Regions from separate parts of the Mus musculus genome. Here regions 1, 3 and 4 are each linked to region 2. The links are chromatin contacts, called in public Hi-C and HiChIP or PLAC-seq maps. All regions are on one chromosome and are shown on one strand. Each heading gives the region's core, a stretch centred on a gene start, on an enhancer-like site or on the middle of the called end of the contact. The rest is flanking DNA. Distances are from core to core; before and after follow the strand shown. Region 1 holds the start of Satb1 (special AT-rich sequence binding protein 1). Region 2 has its middle 110 kb from the start of Gm19585. Region 3 overlaps Satb1 (special AT-rich sequence binding protein 1). Region 4 overlaps Gm20098 (predicted gene, 20098).

Region 1 (2,917 bases), core at 11-2,510, 200 kb before region 2:
AAGAGATGAGCCTGTGGTTGACATCTTGTTAAGTAAAACCTGGCCCTGGTGGAGGCCAGGGTCAAAACCTCTACCCTGAGCTCTAAGCTGCTGTCCTCTTGGTCTTCTGGGATCATCCCAGAAGGGACCTGTTTAGCGCCTTTTGCTGGGCCAAGCACACGCACGTGTCACCATCTGGACCTGCCGCTTGCCCCCTCAGTCCCTTGCATTCGAGCTGCCCAACCCCAGTTCGGCCACCCTGGGAGCTCTGCAATGGAGGAACACTGTAGAAGGCCGCCGCTCTCGGGTGTGTACTGTCGCAGGGAAATGAGGAGTTGCCCCCTGGGCTGCACCTGTGGGGCCACAGTCCCAGCTAAGACACCATGTACCTCCCTCGGCTTCCCGCCCAAGCCCAAACCCGAATCACCCTCCAGGACCGACCCGCGATCGCCGGCGTGGGCTGCACGAGCGCTGTTCTTCGGCTCTCAAACTCTGGGCTCCAACTTGAGCGCCCAGCGCCCGAGTGGCTCTCGGGATAGAGAAGTTGCCACAAACTTCCCAGGCCCCTCTCCACCTCCGCTCGCCACCAGCAAAGTAGGGCTGGCCGGGAAAGAACAGGGGGAGATGAGATGGGAGAGGATGCTAAGTGAACTCCAGATCTGGCGCGCGACCTTTCCAACTCCACCCCGCACCTCGCCTCCTTCCCCGCACCGGGGCTCACTGAGCGGCTCCCTTTTCCCCACTCGCCCGCCGAGGGCTTCCCCCCACGCCGCCTTCGTCCTCTAAAGCGGGCCATGCCCACGACCTGGACTAAAGTGTCTAACGAGGGACTCCTGCCGGGCAGGTGTGCGGGAGAGGCAAAGACGCCAAGTAAGTCCGCATCCCGGCCATGACCCTCACTTCACCAGCCCAGTCCTCCCGAATGTCTGAGCGCGCTCGAGAGAAGGGCCAGCAAGACCCCGGCACGCGAGGGGCGCAGAGTCGCCCCAGCCGGGGCCACTGAGAAGTTTGGATCGGTTCCGCATCCGCAGAAAACGGAGGCGAGCCGGGCAAGAGACCCAGAGCGGGAGCAGCACTGGCAGGGAGCAAAGAAGCGGGACTCACTCAGGCGTGGAACCGGGACAGCGCGGGCCAGCGGTGCGGGCCGAGGCCGGGTCGGCTCCCCGCGCGGGCGCGCCGGGCGGCGGACTTCCCGGGCGGCGGCTGCAGCTGCTGCCACCTCCCCGCCGCCGAGCTGGCGGCCGCCGCGGAAGTTAATGGCAACTTGACTTCAAGTTGTCTCCTCTCCCCATCCGAAGTGGGCGTTTAAAGGGGGCAGAGCGCGGCGAGCAGCGAGCGGGGAGCGCGCGGGGCCGAGGGGGAAGGGAAGGGGCGGGGGCGGGGCGGGGCGCGGGAGGGGGCGCGGGAGCCGCTCGGAGCCCGCAGTGTAGAGCGCGGCGCGGGCGATCGGGGCGCCCCCACGAGAGCCCCCCGACGCTGGCCGGGGGCCGTGCGTGCCTGGGGCGCCGCGCTCTCGCCTCTCGCCCGCGTGGGGGGCTTGCGGACCCCACAGCGGGAGCGACCGGGCCCGGCCTGCCTCCCCCGCGCCCGCGGCCGCTTCTCCCCCTGGCGGCAGGATCCTGGGCGGCCGGTGGCTCCGAGAGCGCGCAGTGGAGCCCGAGCTGAGCCGAGCCCGAGCCACCGCAGCCGCCACATCCCTGAGCGCCGCCCGGGTGCAGGGTCGCTGCGGGAGAGCGACCCCGCGGCCGCCAGGGTAAGTGTGGGCGAGCCCCGGAGCCCCACCGCCCCGGCCCTCACCTGCACCGCCCCCGCCGCGCACCCTCGCCGCCCGCCGCTTCCTCTTGTCGTTGTTTGCCTGGGCTTTGGGGGTGCAGAGCGCGGGGCATTGGTGTGTGTGTGTGCCAGCGGAGGAGGAAGTCAGGTGAGAGGCCTGAGCACAACCCCCGCGCCCCGCAAGCCAGCTTGTGTGGGGTGTGTCGCTCCCCAGTAGGGGCATGCGGGCCAAGTTTTCCCCTCTCTTCAATGTTTGATGGAGAAGATCTTTCCTAGAGGGGACCTCCTTCCCTTCAAACTGATGGGCTCTTCTTGCTATCCTCTTCTCTTGGGCACCCCTATTGAGGAACACATAGTGGATGGAGGAGGAGGGGGCCTCTTGCAGACCCCCTTCTCAACCCCAGCTATTTGCATCAGTATCATTTTCCTGTCGGCAGCTGTAGGTCGACGCACCCAACCAGAAGGAGATGCTTAAGCCACTGTCCAAGTCTCTTCTCCCACCCTGACCCACCCAAAAGCAGGGGCAAAGAGGTCAAGAAATGCGGATTTCGTAGGAGGGGAGGCTGGGCCCAGGGACCTTTTCAACTGGTGAAGCTCCAAAGAACTCTGAAAGGTCAAAGTAGCTGAAGGCTTGGACCCCCAAGCTAGGGAGAAATTGGACTCTATCAACTTTAACCCACTCCCCTGCTACTCCTTCCCCACACAACCCCCAGCTCTAAGGAAGCTATCAACTAACAGGTCTTTTGTTTCCTGTTGTGTCGCCTTTGGGAAATTTGCATTGAACGTGACGATAGAAAATTACTACTGTTTACTCGAAGTTAAGGGGGTTGCAGAACGAAAACAGTTTTTACTTTTCTCTTTGTGTGTTTGGCAAGGAGTGGAGCTGTTAGGTTCGTGGCAGGAATTGCAGAAGCTCAGTTGTAAAAATAAGGACTGTAGAACTGCCTGGGTCTGTTTTTAGCAGCTGCACTTTCTTGCGTTCTTTCACATAAGGCTTGCTCTCTCATTAAGTCCCCATAAATAATTGTATGTGGAGCGAAGGCAGTCAGGGTGGCAGGATTGAGATTGCTGGGAGTTCCATCCCTCCAGCGCAGAGCTGTTTGCAGGCAAGTTCCTGGAAAGTGACTGTGGGCTGAGAATTCAGTTTTTCCTAAAAGCTCTGTCA
Region 2 (3,111 bases), core at 371-2,870:
CAGCATCACCTGCTCAGAAAATATCATTGTCCTCCTAGACTGATTAAGACAGTCAAAACAATATTCCATAGACATGCCCACAGATCAACCTGATAAAGGCAATTACTCAAATGGGACTCTTTTCAGATATTGAAAGTTAATGATAACTAGGACAGTATCTGACTCCATCTATGTCCACATATTTTTCTGTGAGTGGATGTACTTGTCTCAGTGCCTAACATAGGGCAGACCCTAAGCAAAAGATTGGAAGGTTTGAGGAACGAGAGACTCTGGCATTCAAGCCAGCTAAAGGTATTTATCAGTTTTCACTCGACTGAAGGGGGTTGTTTTGAATTTCTAACACACCAGCACATGACAGTTATCTTTATTATGATCTAGGTGTGGACAGTATCTACCTGGCTCCCATTCTTCTGTATTGATGCCCTATTAACTATTGGGCATATTTTGTGGATTAAGCTATACTACGTATAGCTTAAACTAGACTTCCTGTATTATGGATGGCATGTCTGTGGTGGTTACCATTGACTGTCAACCTAACAGGACCTAGAATCCCCTAGGAGACAAGCCTCTGGGCAGGCCTGTGATGGATTATCTAGGTTAGGTTCACTGAGGTGATTGCTGTTCTGGACTTCATAAGAATAGCAGCATAGTATGAGGAGTCCTGAGTATGGACACAATGTGACTGCTTGCTACAAGCTCCTACCATGGTGACTTCTCTGCCGTGGCAGATAGCATCCTTGAACTGTAAGACTAAATAAACTCTTCCATCCTTAAGCTGCTCATGTTCCAGCAACAACACAAATAACTGATTCAGTATCAGTGACAAATGTGCTAGTATTTGCCTGTCTCTCCTTATCTGGGTTAGAGGAACTGGCCTCCTATCTGTTGAAGTAGTCCGGGATCGTATCATGTGAATGCACGTGGGGTTACTGAGAAACAAATACTGCTGCTTTTGAAAAGGGAGATTTAGAATTAGATTCTTAAATGTGATAGTTTCATATGTTTAATCATTAAGATTATCTTCCTGGGAACACTGGAGCCTTTGTTCTGATGACTATATTTCCTCTGAACTCTTTGATGCTGAGTTTTCTCTGCTTGAAATATTTTCCCGAGGTCTAATGAAACCACAGAAAAGAGTATATACCTGCCTGACCACCCCCTGAAAACCATGTGGAGGTGGTGGGTGGCAGAGTCAGTTCTCAGCTTTGGCCTAAGATTTTAGAGCTCACTGGGAGAAGTTAAAGGGCCTGTTTTTGAGACTCTGTTTTTGCATAGGTGATAGGGTTGGATTAGTCAGTTTATGAATTATTCAGGGGTAGATTAGACAGATAATAGATTACTCAGGCCTCAGTTCCTTTCCTACTTCTCTTACCACATCTGACTCTTGCTCATTTCGTTCTAAACTGGCTGCTCCCAAAGATGTAGAGAGACAGAAGAAAGGAAGATATGGTATCTAGAATTTCTCAGCAATGTTCAGAGGAGTGAAAAATTGCCTTGATGTCTAACATCTGTACCTGTAGGGGAAAGGAAGGAGAGGGACTGGCATGAACTCAGCAGTGTGGGATATTTGAAGTCATGCCCCTGGCTACACTGAGAGCAAAGGAAGTGAACAGGAAAGCAAGTGGGTACCCAGGTGTGACGAGAGAGTAGCAGTAGGTGCCCATTCCGGGCATATCCTCAGTCAGGCTAAACCTGGGCTCGGCAAGGAGTGTCTGAGCGTAATGATCCTTAGGACATGTGCAACTTTTATTTTAGCTAAAAATATATTGAGTTCCAATTATGTGTTAGGTGATACAGATATTATATCACTATCACTTTTCACTTTACGTTTTAGTAGGTCAAACAATAGCTTAAAGTACAAAGTCAGTTGCTGAATACAAGTTTGGAGGTAGGGACTCTGAAGGTAGGTACAGAGCATCAGAAATGTCATTATAAGCTCATGATTTGGGAACTAGAGAGATGGTTCAGGAATTAAGAACACTTTTTAGCAGAGGACATACATATAGTAGTTTGGTTTGTAACATACATATAGCAATAGACAACCTCCTATAACTCCAGTTTTAGAGAATATAGCACCTTCTTTTGGCTTCCTCAGGCACAGGGCGTGCATATGTGCATATACATGCAGGCTAACACACATAAAATTAAAGTAAATAAATCTTTTAAAAAGTATGTTCTTTTCAGTATATGTTATACTGCTGTCTAGATAAAATAAAAAGGATTCTAAATGAGTCTTTTTTTTTTTTTTAACATAGTTTCAAATTGATGTTGAAGCTCAAAATATGTCCCGTGGGTGAGGACAAAATAATATAGATGAAGGACATTGTGTCTGCTGTTGTTTCTTGCCTTAAACAAGGGTTTCCCCTTTTGCCTTTACTTGTGTGTATGTGCATATGTGTGGTGTGTGTGTGTACATGAATATGGCACATGAGTGCTTTTGCACATGTGCATATGTATGTAAAGGTCAGAGTTAACCTCAGGTATCTTCCTTATTCCTTTCCACCTTAGTTTATGTTTTATGTGTATATTGTTTTGTTTGTGAATATATTGTTGTAACATGTGCATACCCGATGCCTACAGAGGTCAGAAGAGGGCACCAGATACTCTGGAACTGAAGGTACAGGTGGTTAGGAGCCTCACTGAAGGTGCTGGGAATCACTAGCAGATCCTCTAGATTATATTCATTGCCTGTAACAGCTAAGTCATCTCTCCAGCCACCCACCTTAGTTTAAAAAAAAATAATTAATTTTTTATTTATTCACTTTACATCCCAACATCAGCCCCCGCCCCCATCTTCTCCTAGTTCTCCCTCACACAGATCCTGCCTCAATTCTCCCCTTCTCCTCTGAGAAAGCAAAGGTACCTTGGGTATCACCAGCAACACTTCCTACCCACCCCTGACTCCTCTACAGTCCCCCCCACCCCCCACCATCAAGTCACTGCAGGGCTAAGTGTATCCTCTCCCATTGAGGCCAGACAAGGCCATCCTTTCCTACAGCTGGAGCCGTGGGTTGCTCCATGTGTACTCTTTGATTGGTGGTTTAGTCCCTACAATCTCTGGGGAGGTCTGGTTGGTTGATATTGTTGTTATTCCTATGGGGTTGCAAACCC
Region 3 (3,400 bases), core at 702-3,201, 230 kb before region 2:
AGTGTCTGGTCTGATTTGCTTTAACTGCTACGCAAACAGAACCCACTGCAGTTGTCTTCGAAGAGCCCACCTTCTTCCTGCATACACACTTCTGTTAATAACAAGCTTTACCTGCTTGCGCCCAAATTATCTGACTAGACAATGATTTTTCTGCCTGGTTTTCAGCATTTCCTCTAACTGGTTCCACAAAAGAAACACAAAACGTAACCACATCGGTGCTCATAGGCACTGTTTGAATGTACAGAACAAACAAAACAGAATACTTCTATCTATGACTACCCATTTCATCTATCCAGGAAAAAGCCATTGACAGCAGCCATAAGTCTTTAACGTTAACAATTTCTGCTGCAGTTAAATATGGTAAAAATGACAGAGTGTGAAAGGAAAGCTGGCCTTCCTGCGATCCAGGAGAGGCAGGCTCTGCGTGGGGTCTGCTGCTTCTCTGTTGGCACCCAGTCCAAGAGCTCAGTGACACAGGCCACAGGACTGTTGGGAAGGAGATTTGGCCCAGAAGCCGGAGTCCACCTGCAGTGGCACTCAAGGTATTAATGCAGTACGCTGTCAGACTTCCAACAGTTCCAGAAAAGGGTTAAAAACAGATGCATCTGAGCAGTACTGTGGCACACTGCCAGGAGAGTATCATCTTTAGCATAAATGATGACAAGGGTTACTTTAACAGGGCACCCAGGATCCCCAATTAGTTCCACAGTATCCCTGCCTGCGTCGGCTCTATACTCTGGACTTGTACTGGACTGGCAGAACCCTAACTTCTGAGGGTGTCAGCTGCCCATCCCCTGCTCTGAGGATCGGCATGACATTTCCCTACTGCCTGAGAGGCCCTTTACAAATCCTCTATTTGCTGGTTTCTGCTGAACAAAAGCCGGCCATAAAACAGCTCCATCTTTCCACATGTGTGTCTTCACCTAAGCTCTGCGAAACCATTCACAGGAGACTCCAGCTCTGACAATTAAACCAACCCCTTTAGGTTTACTTAGAAAAGCTCACAAACTCGTTGGGAAGTACCAGCAGGCTAGGCATGAAACACAAGCCGCAGAGCTTGCCAATATTCTTGTCATTCATTCAGCTGTTTTATACCAGAGAGAGAACCCGTCAGGGATCAGAAGAGAACTTGGGGAGACCGCAGCAAAAATAGCAATATGCAAACTGGTGATTTCTTCCTTGGCTTGAAGGTATTTTGGCAAAATCTCTTAAACAAATAAAAACACCCAACCCCTTTTTCTTAGTGCTTTCTCAGCTTAGCCACAATTTTTATCTAGCACCTGTCAAACAGAAACCAAGCACATGAAAAATAAGATTAAAAAAAATAATAAAAAAACAAAACCTCCCAAAAGACTTCTGATTTTTTTTTTTTTTTGCTGTTTGTTTTGAGCGCAGACCCTCCTAGAATTAAAATGTATTTCTTAGATATGTAATTTTGAATGCAATGCATTTCTTAAAGCATTTGAGGAGTGAGATGACCACACTCTAGCTCTTAGCTCCTTCTCCTCACTACTGATGTCTGAGGAGTTGGGGTTTGCAAGCCAAAATCACGTATACTGCATTTTCCTCTCATGGAATCAGAGGTGTCAAATAGCTTTTCAGACCTCTGCTCTATGAAATAAGTGAAACCTTTTCAAACCACTGAAACAGCCTGGATTGACTCTGTGTTTAATTGATCGAATTTAAAGGTGCCTTATAGATAATAAAGGTGGCTGCGATACGGTAGCAACAGGATCATCTAATTACAAATCCGGTGCTAGATCGTCTTGAGAACTGTCACGGTTGCCCTCCTGTTACTAGGAGTAATGTTAAACAGGAGCCTTCGCTGGACTGCCTGATTATTCAAGCTGGTGTTTGGCCAGACTTCCAACTACTGCAACTTCATAGCCTTCCTGCATTAGACAGGGAGCACTGGTCACTGCTGCAAGCTAAAAATACCACATGATTTAAACCTGAAGGCAGTCTTAGAGGCTTTTGCTGGAGGTTCATGAGCCTGTGTAAACAGCACGGCAGCCATAAGGAGCAGGGAAGTCTGTAGAATCCTTGTCTAAAACTGTCCTGGCATTAAAGTTTGCTGTGCAAATATCACATAATACCAGAGACAGCTGAAATCTCCTATTTAGGAATTTATGGAACTTGTGTGTTTGCAGGCGTCAGAAAGTCTTTTTTTATAGAGCCTCAGCACTACACAGTACAATATTAATGCACTCTGTTTGAAAAGCCATAATAAATTATATTTTTAATGCTCTTACCCTGGCTTAAAGATGCATACATTCTTGGCAAACAATCAATAAATAGGGTAATCATGAGTAGAGGCCAAAGAATTTGCTGAAGGGCTGTTTTTCCATTTTTAATAGATAAAGATCTAACAATACGGAGTGCTGTGTCTGTTTATTTCAGGATCAATATATTCTTTGTTTTCGCCAAACCAAGGAAAAAAATAAATGATTGTATGATAAATATGATAAATGTTATGCATCAAACACAATGAAATTCCTCGGCCTCCTAACTTTCTCTGCTTAGTATTCGTGCTGAGTAAAAGATGGCATTATTATTCTTTGCTTAGCAAATGCAGAAAAAATCTGAGTCCTACATGTTATTCAATGACAAAATAAAGACCCCTGTGAGGCATACAGGGTATTCCACACAGGACCTGACTTGTAGGGACAGCAATGTCTAACACAGGCAAAGTTGTAAAAACTTCATCCATTTAATATTGGTAGAAAAATCACTTGTTTGTATTTTTCCCCTTTACAAACTTGCCTAAATCTTCCTTTCCCTTTACCAAAAATACTCAAAATTAAAAACCAGAATCAGCAAATTGTTTTTAAAAAACAAACTGTTAAATAATAACTTTGCTCTTCAGAAAAATAAAAAGCACAGTAAATTACATCAGAAATCTTTGTTCTCATGTCAGGTCCATGTCCTGAAAATCCCCTTACAGTTAGTAATCTCAGGAAAAACCTATGGTGATTCTCAGACAAGCTCAGTCTCTTACCCAGGATCAGCTCAAACAGCAGCTACCTGCACACCCATAACTGCAGCAGTGTCGCCAAATGGACCTTGTCTAGACGAAGACCATGACACTGAACTCAGACTTTTTACTCTCCAAATATACCAGGGCCTCCAGTCTTAGGAAGAGAGAGGCACCACTCAAAACCAGCACACATGCTTTCAGAACCTGACTGACACCACAGCCCACAATGCCATTTAATTTCCCATCAGAAAGACACCTAGAAAGAGAATATGCCCAGCATGTTCCAGCCCTACACCTCCACACAGGGTGGCCTTGGGCAGACATCAAGCAGCTTTGCAGGATTTGATTGGCGAGTATTTACCTTTCCTAAGGTTGGTTTTCATGAGATGGCCCGAGTGTTTTAAAGGCACTCCCTGCATCTTT
Region 4 (3,305 bases), core at 414-2,913, 130 kb before region 2:
ACATATAAATTCACACAGATATACATTTTGCCTATAAGTGCAGCATAGTCTCTAGAGTATCATGTTTTTCATAGTTAGTGATTTATATATTGCATACATACCAGAGTATATGCATACTCGTGGAAGTCAGAGGACAACTTATGGAATCAGTTTTCCTTTTCACCACATAGATTTCCTGTATGAAACTGTCGTTTTTAAAGGCTCTTCTAAGTCCTTTATCTCTTTGCTGTGTGTCTAAACTGTGTTTTTATTCTCTGGACCTGCAGGAACCCCAGTGTGAATGGCCACTAACACTCTGCTTCACTTCTTTGGTCCCCATATGTGATATATTCAGAAAGATTGTGTTCTCTTCCCCTGAAGATCTTAAAAAGACAGTCAAGAAACTTGCTTATTCTGGTCAGAATTTTCCTGGTTCAAAGCCATGATTTCTGTGTCTTTATTAAGAAAGAATGCCCAGCAATAGATCACCAATACTCGAGGAACACAGTGGTATTTTTGTCTCATTTTGCTTTACTTGGACTTTTTTTTTTGTCTTATCAGTCTTTTGTTTGCTTATTTTAATTTCTATTTTGTGAGGATTTTTTTTGTACATGTGAATTTCTTTTGGTTTTGTTTGCTTATTTTAAAAGGAGAAAGAGATAAGGAATGCAAAGTTGGGAGGGGAGAAATTGAGGGAGGGGGAAACACCATCAAAATATATCATATGAAAAATGTTTTAATTAAAAAAAGTTTTCAGCTGTGGTGGTGCAGGGTGGTAGGATTTGCTGAATGCAATAGGATCAGGAGTTCAAGGCCAGCCTGGAATATGTGATTTTTTAGCCAGGTGGTGATGGTATGCCTTATTAATCCCAGCACTCAGCAGGCAGAGGTAGGTGGATCTCTGTGAGTTTGAGGCCAGCCTGATCTACACAGTGAGTTCCAGGACAGTCAGGGGTAAATAGTGAGACCCTGTCTCAAAGTTCTCACCCTCCAAAAAATATTAGAAAGAAAGAGAGAAAGAAAGAAAGAAAGAAAGAAAGAAAGAGAGAGAGAGAGAGAAAGAGAGAGAAAGAGAGAAAGAGAGAAAGAAAGAAAGAAAGAAAGAAAGAGAAGAGAGAGAGAAAGAAAGGAAGAAAGGAACAAAGAAAGAAGGAAAGAAAGAAAAGAAGGAAAAGAAAACCTTGCTTTGACCCAAGAATCAAGTGACTTTCACAAAATAGTTTGGAGATTGGGACAGAAATGAGATGACCTGGGACATGTTCAGGTCTCTTCCAGAGGGACAGAACTAGCTTGAGCTCATCTTTTGAAAACCAAATAGGCATTCCTATTTTCAAGTAATTGTGAAGATGCCTGGAGTAAGACTCTAGTTCTAGAAAATTCGTTATAGTTACACTAAACTGTGGCTCATGAACCATGAGCAGGTTTCACAGGAGCCTTGCAGAACAACTTTTCTTTTCAGAGGCTACATGCCTTGTGAGGCTCAGATGGTGGTATGCTGGGAATTCCAAGATGATGTCATGGGTACCCAAAACACGTAGTGAGGCAGGCATGATGCCATCTGTGCTTTCTGGGTGTCATTTCTGACAAGGAATCTGAGCTTTCTGGAAGGAAGGATGCACATCAGGGTACACAGAGACTCATGCTATAGTGACTTCCGCTCTGTAGCACATGCACAGCTTCCTGTTTTGGTCTGATAGTTTTCCCCTGGGCTTTCAGAGACGCAAAATTACCCACACAGAGATAGGTTGCCCATGAAGAGAGCATATGTCTTATTTTTGGAAGCTTTCTTTAACAGTATCTTTGTTATTTTGTTTTATAAACCCTGTTTCCTCTTGTATTTTATATCATATCTTGACAGTAATTTCACCCAACCTTGAGGACTCCTCTTTCTCCCTCTTAAGGCTTTTATTTCTTGGCATTTTTCCCCCCATCATCTGTAGGAAATGTTCTTGTTACTGTTTTATTTATTTATAATATTAATGGCCTTATTCAGGTCTTACCATACATGTTTTTATTTCATTGGGTCAACCATTTGAAACTACTTGAGAATGTCTCAAGTGAGGTAACCAAAGATGCCTTCAACATACTCTCTGCTTCCAAGTTGTGTAGAGTTCGGGTGGGAAACTATGTGTGTAAAAACAGTAGTAAAAATAAAAGATGATTTCTCCTACGGGGGGAAGGAAGGAGGGTCACACAGATTTGCCATGTGCTTCGTGGCCACTGTGTTCATTGGTGAAGGGCCTGTGTAAACATTTTGTTCAGGCTTTCCCCATTGGATTTGATTGTTTAATTATAGACATTTTTTCATATAGCCTCTGTGTGTGTGTGTGTGTGTGTGTGTGTGTGTGTGTGTGTGTGTGTGTGAGTGTGCATGTGGAGGTCAGAGGACAACCTCAGTGATGGTTCTGCTCTTTGACTGGCTGGCCTGTGAACATCTAGAATTCCTCCAGTCTCTGATTCCTGTTTCCTGATGGATGAACAGGCACACAACTGAGTCTTCCTCTTAGGTAGGCTTTAGAGGTCTGAACTCAGTTCCTCATGCTGGCCTGCCTTCTCTTTTACCCACTAAGTCACCTCCTCATACTCTGCCTTTTGTTTTCTCTTCTTTTTCCTTTGTTGACACAGGGTCTTACTATGTAACTCTCACTGGATAGAGCAGGCTGACGTCAAAGTCACAGATACCTGCCTGCCCCTGATGCCTGAGTGCTAAGGTTAAAAATGTGTACCACCGTACCTGGTTTCTTTTTGTTTGTTTTGTGTTTTTGATATCTAATGCTTTCTGAGCCTTGTTGTAAAGTTACTGAGATACACTCCTGTGTTTTCTCCAATGTCTACGTTTACATATATCAAAAAAAAATACAAATTAAAACCAATGTGTTATTAATATATACTTGCTAGAATGATAGAGTTATAACATATTGTGAGTGAAAATATGAAATGAGAAAGCATGATGAGATTTATTCTGGTATGCATGCGCCTCACCCAAGTCTTTGGTATTTATACTTTTAGATCTTATCCAGAAGGAATGAAAACATCTATTAAGAAAACTTGTACATGTCTATAGCATCCTCGTCATGGGCTGGGATGCCCATGAATAGAAAGTGGACACACATTCGGTTACCTGTATAGTGGAATCTAACCTGCGCTGGAGAACTACCCTCAAAGTACAGGGTTAAAAAGACTTTCCACAAGGGAGTCTTCTACATGTTTTCTTTTGTACCAGCTTCTAGAGTTGACAGAAACTTACCCACGATGAAGCAAACTGCAGGCATCTGCAGTGGTCTTCACATTCAGCTGGTGGCCCCCACTCATATGCTGTCATCTCA

The links. A called contact is a pair of places that touch in the nucleus more often than the background predicts. HiChIP or PLAC-seq counts read pairs in DNA pulled down with a chosen protein or histone mark.
Region 1: a contact with region 2 is called in an H3K27ac HiChIP or PLAC-seq map of CD8 T cells, with 30 times the contacts expected there. The contact joins the promoter of Satb1 here to the enhancer-like site in region 2. A contact is called at or near these places in 2 of 484 Hi-C or Micro-C datasets (both in Th2 cells), 4 of 115 datasets of contacts at active chromatin or transcription factors (CD8 T cells, the SCID.adh cell line, Th2 cells and 1 more) and 2 of 9 other capture datasets (liver and pancreatic islet).
Region 3: a contact with region 2 is called in a BATF HiChIP or PLAC-seq map of CD8 T cells, with 5 read pairs. The contact joins two enhancer-like sites. A contact is called at or near these places in 2 of 115 datasets of contacts at active chromatin or transcription factors (CD8 T cells and memory CD8 T cells) and 2 of 9 other capture datasets (adipose tissue and pancreatic islet).
Region 4: a contact with region 2 is called in a Hi-C map of Th2 cells, with 1.9 times the contacts expected there. The contact joins two enhancer-like sites. A contact is called at or near these places in 1 of 484 Hi-C or Micro-C datasets (Th2 cells) and 3 of 115 datasets of contacts at active chromatin or transcription factors (CD8 T cells, the HPC-7 cell line and memory CD8 T cells).

What each region holds. Positions count from the first base shown.
Region 1 is chr17:51,831,387-51,834,303 of GRCm38.p6, forward strand. Satb1 (special AT-rich sequence binding protein 1) reads right to left here and starts at 1,261. Exons shown (of 11, transcript NM_009122.2): 1 at 1,084-1,261.
Region 2 is chr17:52,035,076-52,038,186 of GRCm38.p6, forward strand. No RefSeq gene overlaps it. Among named protein-coding and RNA genes, the nearest start is that of Gm19585, 110 kb to the right of the region's middle. Within about 2 kb of position 1,621, at least 17 of the 459 cell types and tissues checked have an H3K27ac peak or open chromatin away from gene starts, as enhancers often do. A contact at or near this core is called in CD8 T cells, the SCID.adh cell line, Th2 cells and 1 more, where this site is marked.
Region 3 is chr17:51,805,705-51,809,104 of GRCm38.p6, forward strand. Satb1 (special AT-rich sequence binding protein 1) reads right to left here. Exons shown (of 11, transcript NM_009122.2): 2 at 3,339-3,400. Among named protein-coding and RNA genes, the nearest start is that of Satb1, 25 kb to the right of the region's middle. Within about 2 kb of position 1,952, at least 37 of the 459 cell types and tissues checked have an H3K27ac peak or open chromatin away from gene starts, as enhancers often do. A contact at or near this core is called in CD8 T cells, where this site is marked.
Region 4 is chr17:51,902,503-51,905,807 of GRCm38.p6, forward strand. Gm20098 (predicted gene, 20098) reads left to right here. Exons shown (of 3, transcript NR_045095.1): 2 at 2,989-3,305. Among named protein-coding and RNA genes, the nearest start is that of Gm20098, 21 kb to the left of the region's middle. Within about 2 kb of position 1,664, at least 50 of the 459 cell types and tissues checked have an H3K27ac peak or open chromatin away from gene starts, as enhancers often do. A contact at or near this core is called in CD8 T cells and Th2 cells, where this site is marked.